Linked DNA regions of Mustela erminea: region 1 is linked to region 2. A link is a contact called in public Hi-C data. All regions are on one chromosome and are shown on one strand. Each heading gives the region's core, a stretch centred on a gene start, on an enhancer-like site or on the middle of the called end of the contact. The rest is flanking DNA. Distances are from core to core; before and after follow the strand shown.

Region 1 (3,736 bases), core at 905-3,404, 200 kb after region 2:
TTAGCCATCTTTGAGTCAATCAACAAAGTATAAGTGGTTAAAGCTCTGTAACTAATGACTGGTAACTCTTCACTAATCAACCACTGCATTGATTTCAGTTTCCAAAAGACTCAAATGACTGTATTTTGGAGTTCCCATGAGAAAACAAATGAAATGACCTCATCCTTAAAAAATTAATTTTAATCTATTTTAAGTTGGGATTTACCCACAAAAGTGAGTCTGACCCTAACTTGAATTTAAGTTAGTTCAATGTTCGTTATTTTAAAAACGCAATGCCCACAATATTATACAAACTGCCATTTAAAAAAATACCATTCTGGGGGCACCTGAGTGGCTCAGTGGGTTAAACCCTCTGCCTTCGGCTCAGGTCATGATCTCAGGGTCCTGGGATTGAGCCCTGAATCAGGCTCTCTGCCCAGCAGGGAGCCTGCTTCCCCTCTCTGTCTCAGCCTGCCTCTCTGCCTACTTGTGATCTGTATGTCAAATAAATAAATAAAATTTTTTTTAAAAAAGTACCATTCTGAATCAATCTTTCCACAGAACAATATATTCTTTACAATGCAACTTAATTCTCAATGTCATGGTTAACATGTTCACTAGGAAGAGCTTACCAAAAAACTTAAGCTTTTCATAACAGATCCAAATGGCAAAATCTTTAAAATAGTACATAAGTCTCTAGTAAAATGCACATAACACTTCTGTCAACATATTTTATAGGTCTATATGTTTATCACCAGTATATGTATATAGTTCTGGTAACCTTTATGTTCTTTATTGTGTCATCAACTACAGGACAAATATCTTGCATTCAGAGATGTTAAAATGTGAAGAAGCGTGCACTCTGGAATCCACAAATTATGGTATAAACTCTAAAGATAGACACTTCACTCACTGAATACTCACCTCTTCATAGTATATGCAGTCGGCCATCAGTATATAGTCTGGAGGAGAAGGAAAGTCTTCTATTTCTTCCCCCCTTAAAAATATCAACCAAAATATTTAACTGTTGCTTTAATAATTTAAAACACTGTTTTATAAACAAGTTCTGGAAAGTCCCCTTCGTATTAACTATGGTTGTAGTGAAATGCAATTTAAAGCAAAATAGAATCGTTATCTTAAAACAAGCTGAAAGGCCATACAAACCATTTCAGTACCTTGGCTTGAACAGAACCAGTGACAAGATGCTTGTTCATATTAATATTCATCTTCAGCAAGTCCTGCAATTCCTCAAGATCTGTGACCACAACATCAGCCCTATAAAATAACGTGAAGTGTAGGCACAAGCGTGGTAAACCAGCAATCCGGATTTCCCGAACAAAGCAGCCCCCCCTGTACCAGCTCTTACCCGAGGGTAGCAGCCATGAGCCCTACGGCCCCAGTGCCGGAGCCCAGCTCCAGCACGGACCGCCGGCTCAGAGCGTGGGCCCCATCCCCGGAAAACCCGGGGGTTTCTAGGTACTTAGAAAGGACAATGGCAGCGTCCCAAACAACGCAGCCCACGCCGCCGGAGCCATACTGCTGCAGTCGTAACACCGTGCCATCTCGCTTTTCCAAAACTCGAACAAAGTTCCGCAGTGGGTCCTCCGCGGACTCCAAAGAAGCCGCCATCGCTGCCGGGCAACAAGATGTGGCGCGTGCAGTGACGTCACAGCCACATGCACCGCCCCAAGACCGGCCTGAAGAGGGCCCGGCGCCTCCTAGTGGCGAAGTTGACACCATTGCGCATGCGCAAAAGTACAGGGCCGAGAAGGCAGCATTACCTGGGCGTGGTGGAGCACCAGGCCACACGCTTCTTGGTGTTGGTCAGGCTCACTCCTCTAAATTTAGCCTGGCTTTACAATCGGGCAGTTTACTTCACTCTTCCAAACAAAGCTAATATTGTCACCTCTTTAAAAAACAAAGGCAAACTCAAGACTGTTTTTACCTGGAGACCAATTTTACTCGGTAGTTACTGGCCTTAAATCCAGGCAGCTTCCAAGGTCCTACCAGGGAGGCTACAATCCTCTTTTATCAAGGGTTTCCTACCATGCTCCTAATTCTTCATCTGAATGCATAGAAATGGTTGCTGGAAGCTTGCTGATTGCATTTTAACAGTTAAGACAAAGTTATCCTAATAAAATTTATATCACTTAAATTCCTTGGGATTATATAAATTGCACAAATATTGAAAATAATGTGGTTGTATGTATTTACACAGAACTCAAGAATATCTCCACTTGTTCCTTATAATGAAAACACGTATTTAAAAGTCTTTTAAAAATTAAGACTGGGGTGATTTATTAATCTTGTTAAGAACTCTGATACAAAGCACAGTAAAAGGCCACAGACCAGTAAATAAACAAGGTGGCTTCTGGCTACTTTACAACTGCTGCTACAGCACTATCAGCAAAACACGCTTTTTCATCACTTTGAACCCAGGAGTCCAAATGGCAAATAAAACTTTTACTCACTTCTCTGAATAAAAAGTTTAATAAAGCTTTAAGTATGTTTGTTTGCTGATTTAAATGTTACCAATCTAAAAAAAAAAATTTTTTTTTTAATTTTAGTTTACATGAGATTTATAGAGAAAGTTGCTAGGTTTTGAGGGCAAGGCAGTTGGTTCCTAGGCCATAAGAAAGTTTCCTCTGAATTTCTGAATTAGTAAAGTAGCAGATTGTAGTACAGGCCTGGAGTCACTTAAATTTACATAGGCTATTAGCATTATTTTTAAATATACATTATAAACAAAACTGTACATACATGGCATATTAATTTTGTTTTCCAAAACAATAGGCAACTCATTAGAGCTAAAGACATCATAGTCTGCAAAAACAAAAGGCACATCTGAATGAGATACATGCCCTTTTTCCCTCTATGATTGGTTAGGTAGTCTGTATGCATTTTGACAAAATAATAAACATTTACAGTGCATTCTATTATTTTCATTCTATTTTCCGTTTTTTGTCTTCAGCAGCAAATTCTGGCATTTAAGACATGGCATTAAAGAGTTTAAGAACAGTGGGTGTTTTTCACAATTCTCCTAAATGTAAAAACTTGAAGATGGTCAAAGAGTTTTAAAAATCAGTAATACCATACACCCCCTATATTTGTGTAAATTCATTGCCTTAAAAAGGCATCTATTACCCAAATTTGAAAAATTCCACAAATGCACTATCCCCTTTCAGTGCAATCAATGTCACTTTAAACCGTATTTTAGCAGAGTCTACAGTGCAAATATAAATTCTTTATACTGGCCTTTTGGCAGCACTGAGGATCCAAGACAAGGCAATGCTACTGATCACCTGAGGATAATGATAAAGGACTTTTGTATTTTTATTTTTCCAATATTTAAAAGCTTATTTGATCAGTAGCATTTTTGTAAGAGCATTATTTGTAAAAAGTACTAAAATACTATGACCTTTTTGAATAAATTAAAAAAAACCCTTTACAAATACCATTCCAGTGTCAATGACTACATATGGCTAAGGTCATTGAGGAGTTTCCGCATTTTCTAGCAAAGGCAGTCTGTATGACGGAGGGTGCGAAAGCTCCCGTTTATAAGTCTTTGGTGGCAGTTTTGGTAGGTGAGGGCTTGAATTCTGCCTTGGTGGAACAGGAGGAGCTTGAGGATGAGCAAGGTTGTTGTGACTAGAACTGAGCATGTAGCATCGACGTGGTACTCTCGGAGAGGGTGTGCTGGGAGGAGTATTTGGCGAATTTGGACAGGTACTAACGTCTCTGAACCAGTCTGGATCTC
Region 2 (3,902 bases), core at 1,054-3,553:
TCTTGCCTCCTTCCCTGTTCTAAGAATCCTTATAATTACATTGGGCCTGCTGGGATATTCTCCCCATCTCAAGATCCTTAATTTACTCATATCTGTAAAATTCCTTTTACCATGTAAAGTAACAAATCATAGGTTCCACATATTAGGAAGTGCACGTCCTTGGAGTGGGGTCATTATTCTGCCTTAGTTCCAGAACACCTCAGTTCCAGAAAGCTGAGAAGGTCTTCTAGAAGTGGTGGAAAAGACTGAAGGGTAATGGAAACCGTAAACCCCAAAGCTAGCAGAGGTGGCAACTGAAATGCAGTCCTTATAGTCATAGCTAAGTCATTCTGAGCCAAATTCAGGGATCCACGTAGAAAGAAAGAAAGACAGAAAGAAAATAAAATAAATAAATAAATAAATAAGATGTGCCCAAAGTATTTTTTCTCCTATTTTCTGGGTGGAGTAGGGTAAAGATTAAAAAAATAAAAAAGCATTTCTGTATATTTCCATTTTGTGGAAATGTATTCATTTGGAGGTGACTTCTAAAGTCTTGAAACGTTGTCCTGAAGAATTGGAATAGAAGTATTCCATGTAGTTGTAGAGGGGAGACCCAGAAACAGCAATTCAAGGAGGGCCTTTTCTGACAGCTATCTTTGTTCAAACAGAATGAATCATCTCAAAGAAATCGAATACAATTGGCTTTATGAAAAGCTTACTACATTGTCCTCTTTCCTTGTCCTTTTACATGTGGTGAAGTCTGTGTTTAGTGCTTAGAGTCTTAAAGTTCCCAAATGATTATCAGATTGATGTTAAGATCGATATGAACATTTGATCAACTTCCGCTGCCCCTAAAATGCCTGAATTTAAAAGGGAATCCTCTAAGATAGTTCTTTCACAAAGGTAAATTTACGATTACAGACAACCAAGAACTTCTGGCAATGTGAAACATTCTATTCTTTCTTCGTGTGCTCATTTATTTCCTTAAAAAAAAAAAATTAGATCGGGACACAAGACTTCTTCGGTGCGGCTCGGAGCAGGGCGCTGAGGTTTTGCTCTCTGCAACAGTGGGTTCAAGACTCAGCCGCGCACAGGGTGCTCCAGGTTCCCTGCGCTTCAATTCCGTCCCTAACGTCGGCTGTCGGCAATCCAAAAATCAAGGGGGAGACCGGGCGAGGCGTTCTGCCATGCTGGCCCTTCACCTCTGCTCTCACAAAGGCGTGTGGGCGCCTCTTCATTTTTTTTATTTTTTTCCTCATTACAAGGAGGGAGTAGCCGGGCACCCAGTCGGAAGCTCACTCCTACCCGTTGACAGACAGAGCTTAAGGATTCATGGGGGGAAAGACTGCTGATTTGCCAGATCTTTCGTCTGCAACATTTGAAAAGCAAAAACCTTGAGTTAACAGCGGTGAAAGAAAGTAACATTCCGTGGGTGGAGGTGGGGAGGCAAGGTCCGGGGAAACAGTGGTAACAGAGCAGCAAGCTGGATGGACCGCAGCCGGGAGAACGTGGGAACCGGGACGCATTTTTGGTAGTGTTGTCGCGAGGCGATCTTCTCCAACGGGCGGCGAGTAAACGAGCAGCCCCTGTTGGCTGCGAGGGTGATAGCAGCCCTTCGCCAAGAACTTTTGGCGATGGTCCGGTAGGGGTCAGCGATGAGGCGGCTCTGGACCGCCGAATATCCGAAGTTACCCGGTAGCTTGGACCCTAAGGGAGACGGAAAATAGGAAGACAAGCGTCAAATAGTGAGGAGAGGGAGCCAGTAATAGAGACCAGTTACATCTTACTTATTTTTAACATACAGATTATAGACTCCCAAATGCATAAATAAATGGGGCAAACTCCTACTGTTTATTTTAGGAGGTAGGGACTACTTCTGGAGAGAGGAGGCAAAAGAGACGGGGTCTCGCTATGTTGCCCAGGCTGGAGTGCAGTGGCTATTCACAGGCGCGATCCCACTACTGATCAGCACGGGAGTTTTGACCTGCTCCGTTTCCGACCTGGGCCGGTTCACCCCTCCTTAGGCAACCTGGTGGTCCCCCGCTCCCGGGAGGTCACCATATTGATGCCGAACTTAGTGCGGACACCCGATCGGCATAGCGCACTACAGCCCAGAACTCCTGGGCTCAAGCGATCCTCCTGCCTCAGCCTCCCGAGTAGCTGGGACTACAGGCGCGCGCCACCGCGCCCGGCGCTCAGAAAGCTTGCAAAGGAGATACTAGAAGCTGTGGTGTGATGACGTTACCTGGAGGTGGAGCAAAGGCGGGGCTGCGGCTGTCGCGAAAGTGGGAAGGCCCAGTATGAGGCGGGCCGGAAGCCGAGACCGTGTGACGTCATCAGGGATGGTTTGCGGTCGGGCTCTACTGCTCCCTGAGCGGGTGAAGCCGCTTTCACTGTTCCGGCCTCGGCTCTGACTGTTTGGCTGCGAGCACGGTGTTCTTGTACTTAAACCAGTCTTTCGCACATCCTGCAACTTTGGGGGGAAGTTACTTACGAGGGAACCATCTGTCACTAAAAGTCTCATTGTCCATAGCAAGCCGGTCCCTTTGCCGTACAGCTGTACAAAGTATAACCTGTCGTAGCAAGGGGGCTGGGGGGTCTGCAAAAATGTCGGAGGCCCACTCACTTTTCATTACTGAAATGAAGGGAGTTTAAGTGAATAGTCTGCTTTCGTAGCCCCCGCATGTTCATTGCCGGCTATTGTAGGAGAAAGGTCTATCTGGGTAGACGAGCTCAAGGATTAGGATTTGTCAGCCTGGAGTCCTTTTTGGACCAAGTTTGAGTTAGGAAGGGGTAGGAGGAAGAAGGAAAAAAGGATTTCCAACCATAGTGGATCTGCAACCACCAGACCTTTTATTTGCCCTGTCACAATCTTTCCCATTCCTCTTTTCTCCTAGAATAGTCCATCCAAACTTTCCCGTCCACCTTCATTTTATCACAGAACTTGACTCCCACTTTCATAGATAAATTAAGGCCATCAGAAAACTTTATCAAGTCCTTGTTACTCCCTCCTCCAAATCTGTGTTTACATCTTCAAGAATGTACAACTCTGTTGTAGCTTCCTACCTCAAATCCAGTAGGTAAAAATTTCTCAGTCATTTCCATACTCATCCTATCTCTTTCACTTGTTTAAAGAGATGCTGAGTTTTCTTTCATCTTAAGAACTCTCCTTTGACTTTGCTGCTTTTTCCAAATGAAATGTGTGTTGTTTTAATGGCTGCACTTTTTGAAAAGTTGTTCTACAATTACTACATTCAGCTCCTAACATTCTATCTTCAGTCCACAGTCCACTGACCCACTGAAACTATTCTACTAAGGTTCTCAAACCTACGCTCCTAACTGGCAGATCTAGGGACCCATTAAGACTTACGTGACATAATTTTTTAAAAAGATTTCATTTTTTTATTTGGCAGACAGAGATCACAAGTAGGCAGAGAGGCAGGCAGAGAGAGAGAGAGAGGAGGAAGGAGGCTCCCCAATGAGCAGAGAGCCTGATGCGGGGCTCAATCCCAGGACCCTGGGATTATGACCTGAGCCAAAGGCAGAGGCTTTAACCCACTGAATCACCCAGGCACCCCTTATGATAAATTATCACCCCCCATCTGTATTATTTGTGACCACCACCTCCTCCTTGAAATTTTATTTTCGCTGGTTCTTGCTGACAGCCTCTGATAGGTCCTCCCAAGCTTTGCCAGTTTTTCCTCTGCCAACTCTAAACCTTCTAAACCTTTATTTTCTTGCTATACTTTTCACAAGTGATCTCATCATCTCTCAGGGCTTTCAATTCTATAGCTCCAGTCTGAAGCTCTGGAAAGCCATAGTTTTATCAGGCTACTGGATATCATCTTAAAATCATTCAAAACTTCAAATTCAACTTGTACAAGCAAACCTAACCATCTTCTGATCCTTACCTCTAAACTTGC

Evidence for each region. A called contact is a pair of places that touch in the nucleus more often than the background predicts.
Region 1: a contact with region 2 is called in a Hi-C map of fibroblasts, with 6 times the contacts expected there. The contact joins the promoter of VCPKMT here to the enhancer-like site in region 2. A contact is called at or near these places in 3 of 3 Hi-C or Micro-C datasets (fibroblasts, skeletal muscle and spleen).

Annotation. Positions count from the first base shown.
Region 1 is chr5:99,078,157-99,081,892 of mMusErm1.Pri, forward strand. VCPKMT (protein-lysine methyltransferase METTL21D) reads right to left here and starts at 2,155. Exons shown (of 8, transcript XR_004285976.1): 1 at 1,346-2,155; 2 at 1,144-1,254; 3 at 904-976. SOS2 (son of sevenless homolog 2) reads right to left here. Exons shown (of 22, transcript XM_032344177.1): 22 at 2,252-3,736. The coding sequence ends at 3,468.
Region 2 is chr5:98,873,203-98,877,104 of mMusErm1.Pri, forward strand. It overlaps LOC116590212, which reads left to right. Exons shown (of 4, transcript XM_032341819.1): 3 at 1,459-1,666; 4 at 1,847-2,215. The coding sequence ends at 2,215. Among named protein-coding and RNA genes, the nearest start is that of NEMF, 11 kb to the left of the region's middle. Within about 2 kb of position 2,304, the one cell type or tissue checked has open chromatin away from gene starts, as enhancers often do. A contact at or near this core is called in fibroblasts, where this site is marked.